Linked DNA regions of Ostrinia nubilalis: region 1 is linked to region 2. The links are chromatin contacts, called in public Hi-C maps. All regions are on one chromosome and are shown on one strand. Each heading gives the region's core, a stretch centred on a gene start, on an enhancer-like site or on the middle of the called end of the contact. The rest is flanking DNA. Distances are from core to core; before and after follow the strand shown.

The links. Hi-C and Micro-C count contacts between places; a contact is called where the count stands out from the background.
Region 1: a Hi-C map of whole body shows a contact between it and region 2, with 9 times the contacts expected there. The contact joins the promoter of LOC135073013 here to the promoter of LOC135072734 in region 2. A contact is called at or near these places in 4 of 5 Hi-C or Micro-C datasets (whole body and whole larva).

What each region holds. Positions count from the first base shown.
Region 1 is chr6:17,901,285-17,906,260 of ilOstNubi1.1, reverse strand. It overlaps LOC135073013 (ommochrome-binding protein-like), which reads left to right and starts at 2,985. Exons shown (of 2, transcript XM_063967010.1): 1 at 2,985-3,132; 2 at 3,294-4,178. The coding sequence starts at 3,294. The coding sequence ends at 4,175. LOC135072756 (3-oxoacyl-[acyl-carrier-protein] reductase FabG-like) reads left to right here. Exons shown (of 4, transcript XM_063966794.1): 2 at 210-435; 3 at 685-771; 4 at 1,096-1,504. The coding sequence ends at 1,335.
Region 2 is chr6:17,699,169-17,703,893 of ilOstNubi1.1, reverse strand. LOC135072734 (radial spoke head protein 9 homolog) reads left to right here and starts at 2,577. Exons shown (of 1, transcript XM_063966762.1): 1 at 2,577-3,452. The coding sequence starts at 2,624. The coding sequence ends at 3,439.

The DNA.
Region 1 (4,976 bases), core at 1,736-4,235, 200 kb before region 2:
CCTGATGATGATGATGATTCAGTCCTTGTCGGAAAGAATGAACAATAGCGGACGGTTTCTTGCTGGAATCCCGCATCAGCCATCATTAAGTCGTTTCGACCAAAGTAACAAAAGAGCAAACCTTCCTAGTGTTTAGGTTAAGATGATTACTTAGCTGTTGTGTACTTGTTGTTGTTGTATAAAGGTTTATCTATGCATGTATGTTTCAGGCTGGATGTGCTGATAAACAACGCGGGCGTGGGTGCACGTACGTGCATCCAGAACGCCGACATGGAAACTTTTGACCGCGTGTTCAATACGAACGTGCGCGGCGTGTACAACCTCACGCGTCAGCTCGTGCCTGCTCTCATCAAGAGCAAAGGCAACATCGTCAACATCTCCAGCATCGCCGGCACCTGCGTGACGGTGGGCAGCTTGCCCTACCCCATGTCCAAGGTAATCCGCGTCTTTGGTATTTTCCCCAGGCATGGGCTCAAAACTGATCGCCATCGCCTAGCTTAGTAGTTCGCGAACAGGATTTACTAGTGGTTGCGGGTTGAATCCCTGCACAAACATAGATATCCGTTTATGTTGGTAAGAGTGTTTCCTAGTCGATACCGTGACTAGGAGTTCAAAATCAAAAGCTGAACCACAATAATTTTAAGGCTTTATGAGAAAGTGCAACAAAGTCAAGTTCGCTTGCAGGCGGCGCTGGACCACTTTTCGAAACTCATCGCTCTAGAACTGGCACCACTGCGCGTGCGCGTCAACACCGTTAGCCCCGGCGTCACTGTGAGTACTTTAACCCACTACTTAATACCCCCTTCATTACTGATCTAAGTTACGTACTTACGCGGGCATTGAACAGGGAACATTGAATTGTTGCCGCCCCTTTAAAAAATATCGGGTTATTTTGTCTAGATCAGCCTTAAGAAGGCTAATCAAGACAATCTAGGTGGACCGACGATCTGGTGAGGGTCGCGGGAGGTGCCTGGATGCGAGCGGCGCAGGACCCGTCTTTGTGGAAATCCTTGGGGGAGGCCTTTGTCCAGCAGTGGACGTCTTTCGGCTGAAACAACAACAACAACAGTCTCTTATTTTTCATTACAACCCCAGGTGAGCAAGTTCGTGCAGCGACTAACGGACTACAACGAGAAGCAGTACCAGGACTGGCTGAAGAACGCCTCGGGCTCCATCCCGCTGGGGCGCGTGTGCTCGGGAGAGGACATCGCCAAGATGGTGGCGCACCTGGCCAGCGACGAGCTCAGCGCGCTCGTCACCGGCACCGTGGTGGAGGTCGACGGAGGCATGCGGTTCGGAAACATCGGCGGGCTAGTGCAGAGTTATGCAAAATAAGCAAACGAAGTAGATCTCTAACTTCGTCAATATAGTAGACCCTCAATCATCATTAAGCACATGACGTACCTACCTACTATTTTAACTAGTTTTTAAAAAAACATACAGTTTTTATGTTACCTACCTACAAACCTAAGAAAAGCGCAATAAACTAATTAGTTACAAAGTACCTAGTAAGTTCTAAATTACCTGGCCTTACCAATTTTTTTTTCTCTCAAAAAGTTACGCAAAGGTGGAAATCATGGTGAAACCTAGAGTGGAATTTAAGTACTTAATTATCTCAAACACTTAGGCAGGTACCTGATTGTTTTTCAAAAGTAGGTAGGTATGGCTGCATTCATACTTAACACGGGATCGATATCTGCCGTCAAGAAGGCCACCCATCAGAATGTTAACTATTTGCACTAAGAGGTACTTAATCAATATGTACTTTCTAATTTAACTGTCCAAATAGTCCCGTTAACCCCTGGTGGTAAGTCAATATGCTTAAGTGTTACGAGAATGGATTTCTCCTCGATAGTCCAGCGGCAATGGGGTTCGAAACTGCGTTCCTCGGATCTCGATCAGAGTTCAAAACCGCCACCATTATTCATCATCATCATCATCATGTCAGCCATAGGACGTCCACTGCTGATCATAGGCCTCCCCCAATGACTTCCACATCGCACGGTTGCATCCAGCGCCTTCCTGCTACCTTTATCAGGTCGTCGGTCTACCATTATGGTCGCGTCTAAATAAAACTGCCTCCTTGGCTACTTTTTATCTTAACTGTACTTTATTATTTCATTTGGTAAATGTCACATTGTTTAGTCAGTAAATAACAACATCAAAATAACATTTACTTTTAGTCTATCGACCGATGAATCATCAAGTTATTAGGTACCTACTTATTTTATTTTCCTTAATATCGTCAACATACCTGGTATCTAACACCTAGTCAAAACAAATCATCAACAACAAATATTCTACGATAGGTATTTTGTTTATTATTTTTTAATTACTTTTGAGGTAATGGTACGTAATTAAGAAGTTATGATCTTCTACTAGATTAAACATAATATCCGAATTTCAATTTGAACGGGTAGTAGTAACCTTATTTCGAAAAAAGATAATTTGATTTTGGTACCTACTTGCTGTAAGTATCTCGTTTTTGCATCCCTAATGTTACAGAGGTTGTATGGCATTATTGTTTAAATACAATTTTGAACCCTAACGGGCACACTACAGTATAATGTTAGAGAGGGGAAGAATTTTTGAAAATTTTAATGCAAGTAGGTAAGTAGGTAGGTATCGTACCTATCTGCGGAAAGATTAAATAGATTAAAATACATCAGAGTAGCTGTTACTGTTACACTCTTGGAATCGGATCTAGTCACCATTGAAATGACGTAAACGAATAGTGTAGGTTCTTCCCGCGTGCCCTTTTAATATGACCAGTTTATATTGACCAGTTACTATTGTTTATTGTAAATGTTAGTTATCCGCTTACTATTTATTGGAATCAAGCACAAGTAGGTAGTCAGTCTGGATCTTGATCCCTTCTTCTACACTTGTGGTAACTGAAGCAACGTGTGCCCTGCTTCTAATGGCTCCGTGCCGTGACTGTTTTAATGTCAGTACTTAATGGGTCAATTGGCTAATTTATAATTTATTCAGTTAGTTTGCATCAACTAAACCTGTCACCGGTCAGTTTACCCTATCGATAATATTCCTTCACCTTTGCTATGCAGATAGCAAACACATTATAAAACTTCTGAGTTTCGACGATAGTTACGAGTGGAATCTGCAGCGTGAAAGGTTAGTACTTGCACTGTGTTTTAATATTCAATAAATTTATTGCATTACCATAATTATGTAAGGTAGGTGGTTAGGTCCATATTGTTTCTGTCTTTATTAAATCTTTTATTTTTTATTTTGTTTATAAATGTACTCACTTAGGCACGTTATCTTCCTTGCAGATGATGCAGATGAATTTAGTAGTTTTGTTGGCGAGTGCTGCCTTGGTTAGTGGCTATGGAGTTACGAGTAAGTTGCACGGCGGGTATTACCGAGTCCCAGCTAACGCCGGGACTGTGCTGATGAAAGACGTCGCGAAGCCCTACCAGCTGGACATCGACCGCGACACCAACACCTTGTTCTTCAGCTACTCCGTCTACGAACAACACCGGCGCGAAGGAGATGACAACGTCTTCCGCTCTGCTTACGTTAACTTAAAAGACGGCACTTCAGGCACCATCCCCGGCGTCCACAATGGCTTCGCCAACGCTTACGACACCCAACAAAAAATTGTTTACATCGGTGGCGACACAGGTGTCCACAAATTCGATTACCGTACCAAAACAGCCACAAACTTGAACATCACGGAAAGCAACATCTGGCAGATGTTTTACAAAAACGGCCTCTATTTCACCACCTATCCTGACCAGAAAGCGTTCGTTTACAAAAATGAGAGGCTTAGACTCGTGCCGGAACTGATGGACGTAAAGGCAACGCTGGTGGCCCTGGAAAAGGATGATAGTATAGTTTACTCTTTGGATGGGGACCTGAGGCGGACTTCGGAGGGGCGGGTCTACGAGCTGGGCTCGTACAATGTGAATGGTTTCAACACTGACGTCAACGGTGACTTGTACTTCTCGACATCGGATGCTATTTACCAGGTTAACGGGAATGCTGTGCAGAAGTTCGCTGCGTTTCCCGACATCTATGGGTTTGCTTTCGAGGGGGACAAGCAGATCATCTACGGAACAGAGAACAGTGTGATGCGCCTGACCCTGACCTCAGACATGTTCGGCGATGATAATAAAACTAAAGACGAGGAATCGAACAACGTTCCACAATAAATTGGCAAAGAAATTACAGTACCTCCATACAGGGATTAAAATGTTTACATACTAACACCTATGTTATAACAATAAGGTGCAATAAATGAATATGAATACGAATGCTTTTTCCTCAACAAAATTGTTAATCATCTAAGTATTAACAAATCAATTACTTAAAAGGTAAACAGTAACAACTAATAGATAGCACATAACCTTGAATATACATAATACAAGTTTATTTACATTATAGCTGCAGTGTTTACTTACATAAAGGTAGGTAGGTACTTCATGAAAGATAATAGCAATATGGAAATAGATAAAATTATGTAAACAAGTCGTAACTGTAATACAGCGACTGAATGAACAGATAAACTTGAAATCGACAAGGTTAAACAAAGAAACAATATTATTAAAAGCTATAAATGCAATGGTTTTCAGAATCTGAACTCGGAATAGCTTAAATTTAAGTAATTTATGCCTAAAAATTGATGAAGGATTGATGGTGAAAACGGGGATAAGCCTTTTTCCGATTTTAGCAATTCAAGTAGGATTTTTGAGGATCATTCATGGGCGTACTCAGCTTCTGGCCTAGGTAAAGGGGCAAGTCATATTTTTAAGCCAGATAGTTTCACCTAGCTCCTTGTTACTTCCAGGGGTACTTATGCCCATGATTGTTATCCTCGCCGCATGGGTGATTCCACTGCTCAAACGCAACAACTTTAATCATGTCAAAATAAAAAAAACATCTACTTCTTCATAGGTGTGAATTGTACGAACTGGCTGATAATTTAGTATTGGTAAAATTATGTACTGTTTTAT
Region 2 (4,725 bases), core at 1,328-3,827:
GCGCTCCGTCGCGCACTTAGGGGTTAACAACATTTTCGAAGAATACGTTGGCAACAGTAGCTTAATAATTGTTTTTAAAAAGCTCTTGTGTCAATCATATGAATGAATTTTAATGGCTTTTAGAAAATATAGTTTTTAACCAAAATTTAAGACTATAAATTCACGTAAGTTCCCATAACAAGGTAGGTATTATTTTATTCCCGAATTTCCCCATACCAGCCGATCACCACCTGGATATTTCAGTACACATTGCTAGTTTCATGGCATAAAGAAATTAATTCTATTAGAGGATTTCGTATGTACCCACCAAAAAGCATAGACGGTGTCCAAAGTAAGTAAAGTACGAGGTCGCGGATTCGAATTCCGTTTTTACAAATAAGTGAACCGGTGTGCTAATAACTCATAAAAACTCATAAAACTCACTTTATTTTTGCAAGTAGGCTTTTAAAAAACTTTTACACAGTATTAAGTAACCCTACCACTGCTTCGGGATAATAAATGGGCCAGTGCTGAGAAAAAGCAGCGCAAGACCACTATGAAACAAAGAAAAACTAAGTTTCTTTACTTTGAGAACTTTCATATCTTTTTAAATTAAAAGAGTATATTTTTATTCTAATCTAAAGCCGATAGTTACACACCCCTGCATTAAAGACAAGTGGCTAATTGTCGCACGTGTTCGCGCTTTGTCTAACGGACATGTTTTGTCTATAGATCGCCGACACTCGATCACACACTTCATTGTTTAGAATCACGCACCTACCCTCAAAATATGATAAAAACTCAATAGATTTGCATATAATCGCGATTATAAAACATTCGTGCGTGTCTATTGGTGTGTGGGCAAAATCAATGTTGGCTACATAAAGAATAATATAAATAAAGTAGGTATGATGATAAAAAATAAGAAAAAGCAAATAAATGTAATGATGTGTTGCTTAAATGTTAGATGAAATGAAATGCTGTAAATCTACTGCAAACTAAAATTTTAAAACGACTCTAAGAGACATATTGTAATTGGTCTAACGGGTTATTAACTGCAACCACAAATATAAAGAAACATTGCTTAATACAATCTAATTAATTTTAATTGAGATTTTACATAAAAAGAATAGCATACTGATGATGATTATTGCAATTTGTGTAATTTTGGAACAGCTAACGCCATCTAGCGGTGAGCGGCTTGATCAAACTACTGAATTTAAGTCTAAATTTTATTAAAAATACAACGTGTAAATACACAATTTTAAAATTTATATTATGTGTAAAATTTTATAACTTATTTAATAATCAAATAGGGCGCAATTAAAAAAAAAAACAAAATAGTAAGTGTGCTTTTTTGTCAAGCGACATCTTGTGTCGAGTAGTAAGAACATTTCAATAAAGATTTTTCTAAAACTTGGTCTAACTTAAAGTTAGAAAGTTAGTAACTTTGCCTACTTATTAATTTTCAATAAAAATATACAAAAAAAAAATACAGACAACAAAATGTTAGTCCTTCGTATGTAGGTACTTATTCCTTCGTTCGTCTCATCCAGTACGTCAATAATGGCCCATAAAATACCCTCATTCGCTCACCACACCTAGGCATCCGATACCCTATTTTTACACATCTGAACCCGCAATATTTTCTTCCAAATATCACCCACGAGTCTGCAAACAAGCAACCCGATCAGTCGTAATCTGGGAAAATAAGCAAATTGCGTGTCTAGTTGTAGGCGAAATAACCAGCGTAGCCCAAGCCAAAGCGTCGTATGAAGCCTTAGATAGTAGAGGTCAACTTACGCTGGATATGTCAGCGGTCAAGTTACGAATTACGACCGACAGAGGGCCAGCAAATATTTGATGTCGGTAATTGTCACACGAGACCGAAGCTCCGTTTACCGAGAGCCCCTGCGGATTTTTTGCACATGAGGAATATCCTTGGGCAAATTGGTTGCCTGTAAATCATGAATACGTCTCGTAAAATCTACACAATTTTGATTTTTTGCGGGTATAATGATATTAAAAATGCGAAAGTAATACCTGCACTGTCTGTATGTTACGCTTTCACGCCTTATTTTTGATGAAATTTGGTAAAGATATTGTGTGTAAGGATATTTATTTGTCGGCGCCGGACACAGATGCTGCAAATTATTATTGATGATTAATAGTACCAATCTTAATATTATGTTATCTGTAAATCTGTAGAGCGGAAGGTTTGTGATTCCTAAACGTAACACCCGACTGATGCGCAGAAAAAGATAACTGTCAATCAGTTGTGTCATGTCAAGTGTGAGCAGGCGGCTGCGAGGTTATCTTTGAAAAGCGTGTTGAGTTTGGTGGAACGTTAAATTGTAGGAAAAGTGATTGTCAACCATCCAAGATATTATCTCCTTGCCCGTTAACCCACGCCAATGGAGATTCCACCCCTAGAGTTCCTTCTGATAGAGGCCCAGTGCCTTTATAATTAAAATAATAATTAATTGATAATACATACCTACATAGACAAAATTAATGATTATAAAATATCTCTTTGCACGTTTGAAATGCAAGGACCTCAATAAAAGTAAATTGTCACTTGTCAATTTTGAAAACAACCGTGTTTATTTTACTGAAAAAAGATTACGTAATTTTCTTCCTAATAATGAATGTGCACAAATTGTGGGAATACAGAGAGTACGTGAACGTAAACGGCATGATGCTGACCAGCGAGCTGATATCGCTGCTCCAGAACTCTTTGACCCTGCTCCAAGTTGAGAACCACTTCAGCCACATCCAGTACTGGGGGCAGTTGTATGCGGTAGACGCCGACTACCACATCGCCGTCGGCATCAATAACGACGCCCTCGCCGACCGCAAGTACTTCTACACCACTGACTTTAAGTTCTGGGGCCTCCTCCCTAAGCCTAAGAAGAAGTACAAGATCTTGTCCCTTCTAACAACTTTCCCCTTACGCGGCGACCCTTCCCTCAAAATCAAGGTACTCGACGAATCTCTGGAGGAGAATCATCCAGAAAGATGCCGCTTAATGAAGGAGGAGAGCCGCATCGCTGCCACCATCAGCAACATTTGTGACGAGGCCGAGATATGCGCGCGGGGGCAGCTCATCAAGCAGCCCGACGGCCAAGTGATCATCAACCCTAACTTCTATGGCCTCACAGGAGCCGAGGCCAAACAATTGAAGTCGTACTTGCACATCAGACAGCCACAGCAGCGTTGGAATACCAACCTTCTGACGAGGCAAGACTACAACTACAGCATGGATTTCCTTGACTCTATCGACCAAGACATCCCTAGCGGGTGCTGGAGCCTGTCCCTGGAGAAATCGGGAAGTGTGGCCTACCTGCGCAGCCTGTACTGGCCAGGAATGACGTACTTTCACAAAGTTAAGAGCCCAGACGGTGGCTTTCTGTACGTTGGTAATGGCAGAAAAAATTTGGACGTCCCTTTCCTACTATAGATTTATTATTCTATTCTAACGTGAATATTTTAGTTTTAATAAATGTTTCGTTATTCTAAAATAGGCCTCAAACTTTTTTCAAAAGCTGCTAAATCCAAGCATAACCACAACACACACACATTATATAAAAGCAACGCAAAGACGACAAACAGAAGTAACTAAGCAGGACAATAATTGGCACTTACCTTGATAATCTCGCCAATCAGCCAGTCACCAACGCACCATCAACTTGGTGAAGTCTGCAACAAAATAATTAGACTTAGTCGAGAATATACAATGCATGCAACGTGAAAGGATTAAACAAACATTGGTTTGGAACTTCCTTTCTTACTGTAGATTTATTATTCAAACGTGAATATTTTAGTTTCAAAAAATGTTTCGTTATACGAAAATAGGCCTCAAGCTCATTTTCAAAAGCTGCTAAATCTAAGCTTAACCACAACACACAGATTTATACAAAAGCAACACAAAAAAGACGAAAATAATTAAGTACTTACCTTGTATTTCTCGCCAATCAGCCACGTCACCAACGCACCATCAACAGCTTCGTTGAAATCTGCAACAAATTAATTAGAATTAGACAAGAAGAAGCTATAGCATGTATGTAACATGAAAGAAATTAGATCGGTTAAAAATTTGGAAGTTCCTTTCCTACTGTAGATTTAAAGAAGTGGGGATTATTGGCTTACCTTTTTACTCTCACCAATCAGCCATTGTCACCAACACATTATCAACAACTTTGGTTGAAAGCTCCAATATAATGCAACGTGCAAGTAATTAGATCAGTTAAGAATGTGGATGTCCCTTTCCTAACGCTAATAGGTATATTAGATTCAACAAATGTTTCGTTATACGAAGCTACTCAAGCTTCTTCACAAAAGCTGCTAAATTCAAGCATAACACACACAGATTCTACAATATAAAAGCAACGCAAAGTAGACACAAAGAAGTAAGCAGGACAATTTGTAGGTACTTACCTTGTTATTCTCGCCAATCAGCCAAGATCAGCCATGGTCACCACCAACGCACCATCAAGATTGAAACCAAGCTGTTGATGGTGCAGCTTTCAAGCTGCAACAAAATAATTAGACTCAGTCAAGAAGCCATAGCATATAACCTGAAAGGAATTAGATCACTTAAAATTTTGGATTAGACGTCCCTTTCCTACTGTAAATTTATTTTTCTAACGTGAATATTTTAGTTTCAATCAATAAATGTTGACCCCAAGCTTATTTTCAAAAGTTAACCTCAACATACACACACATTAGGTATACAAAAGCAACGCA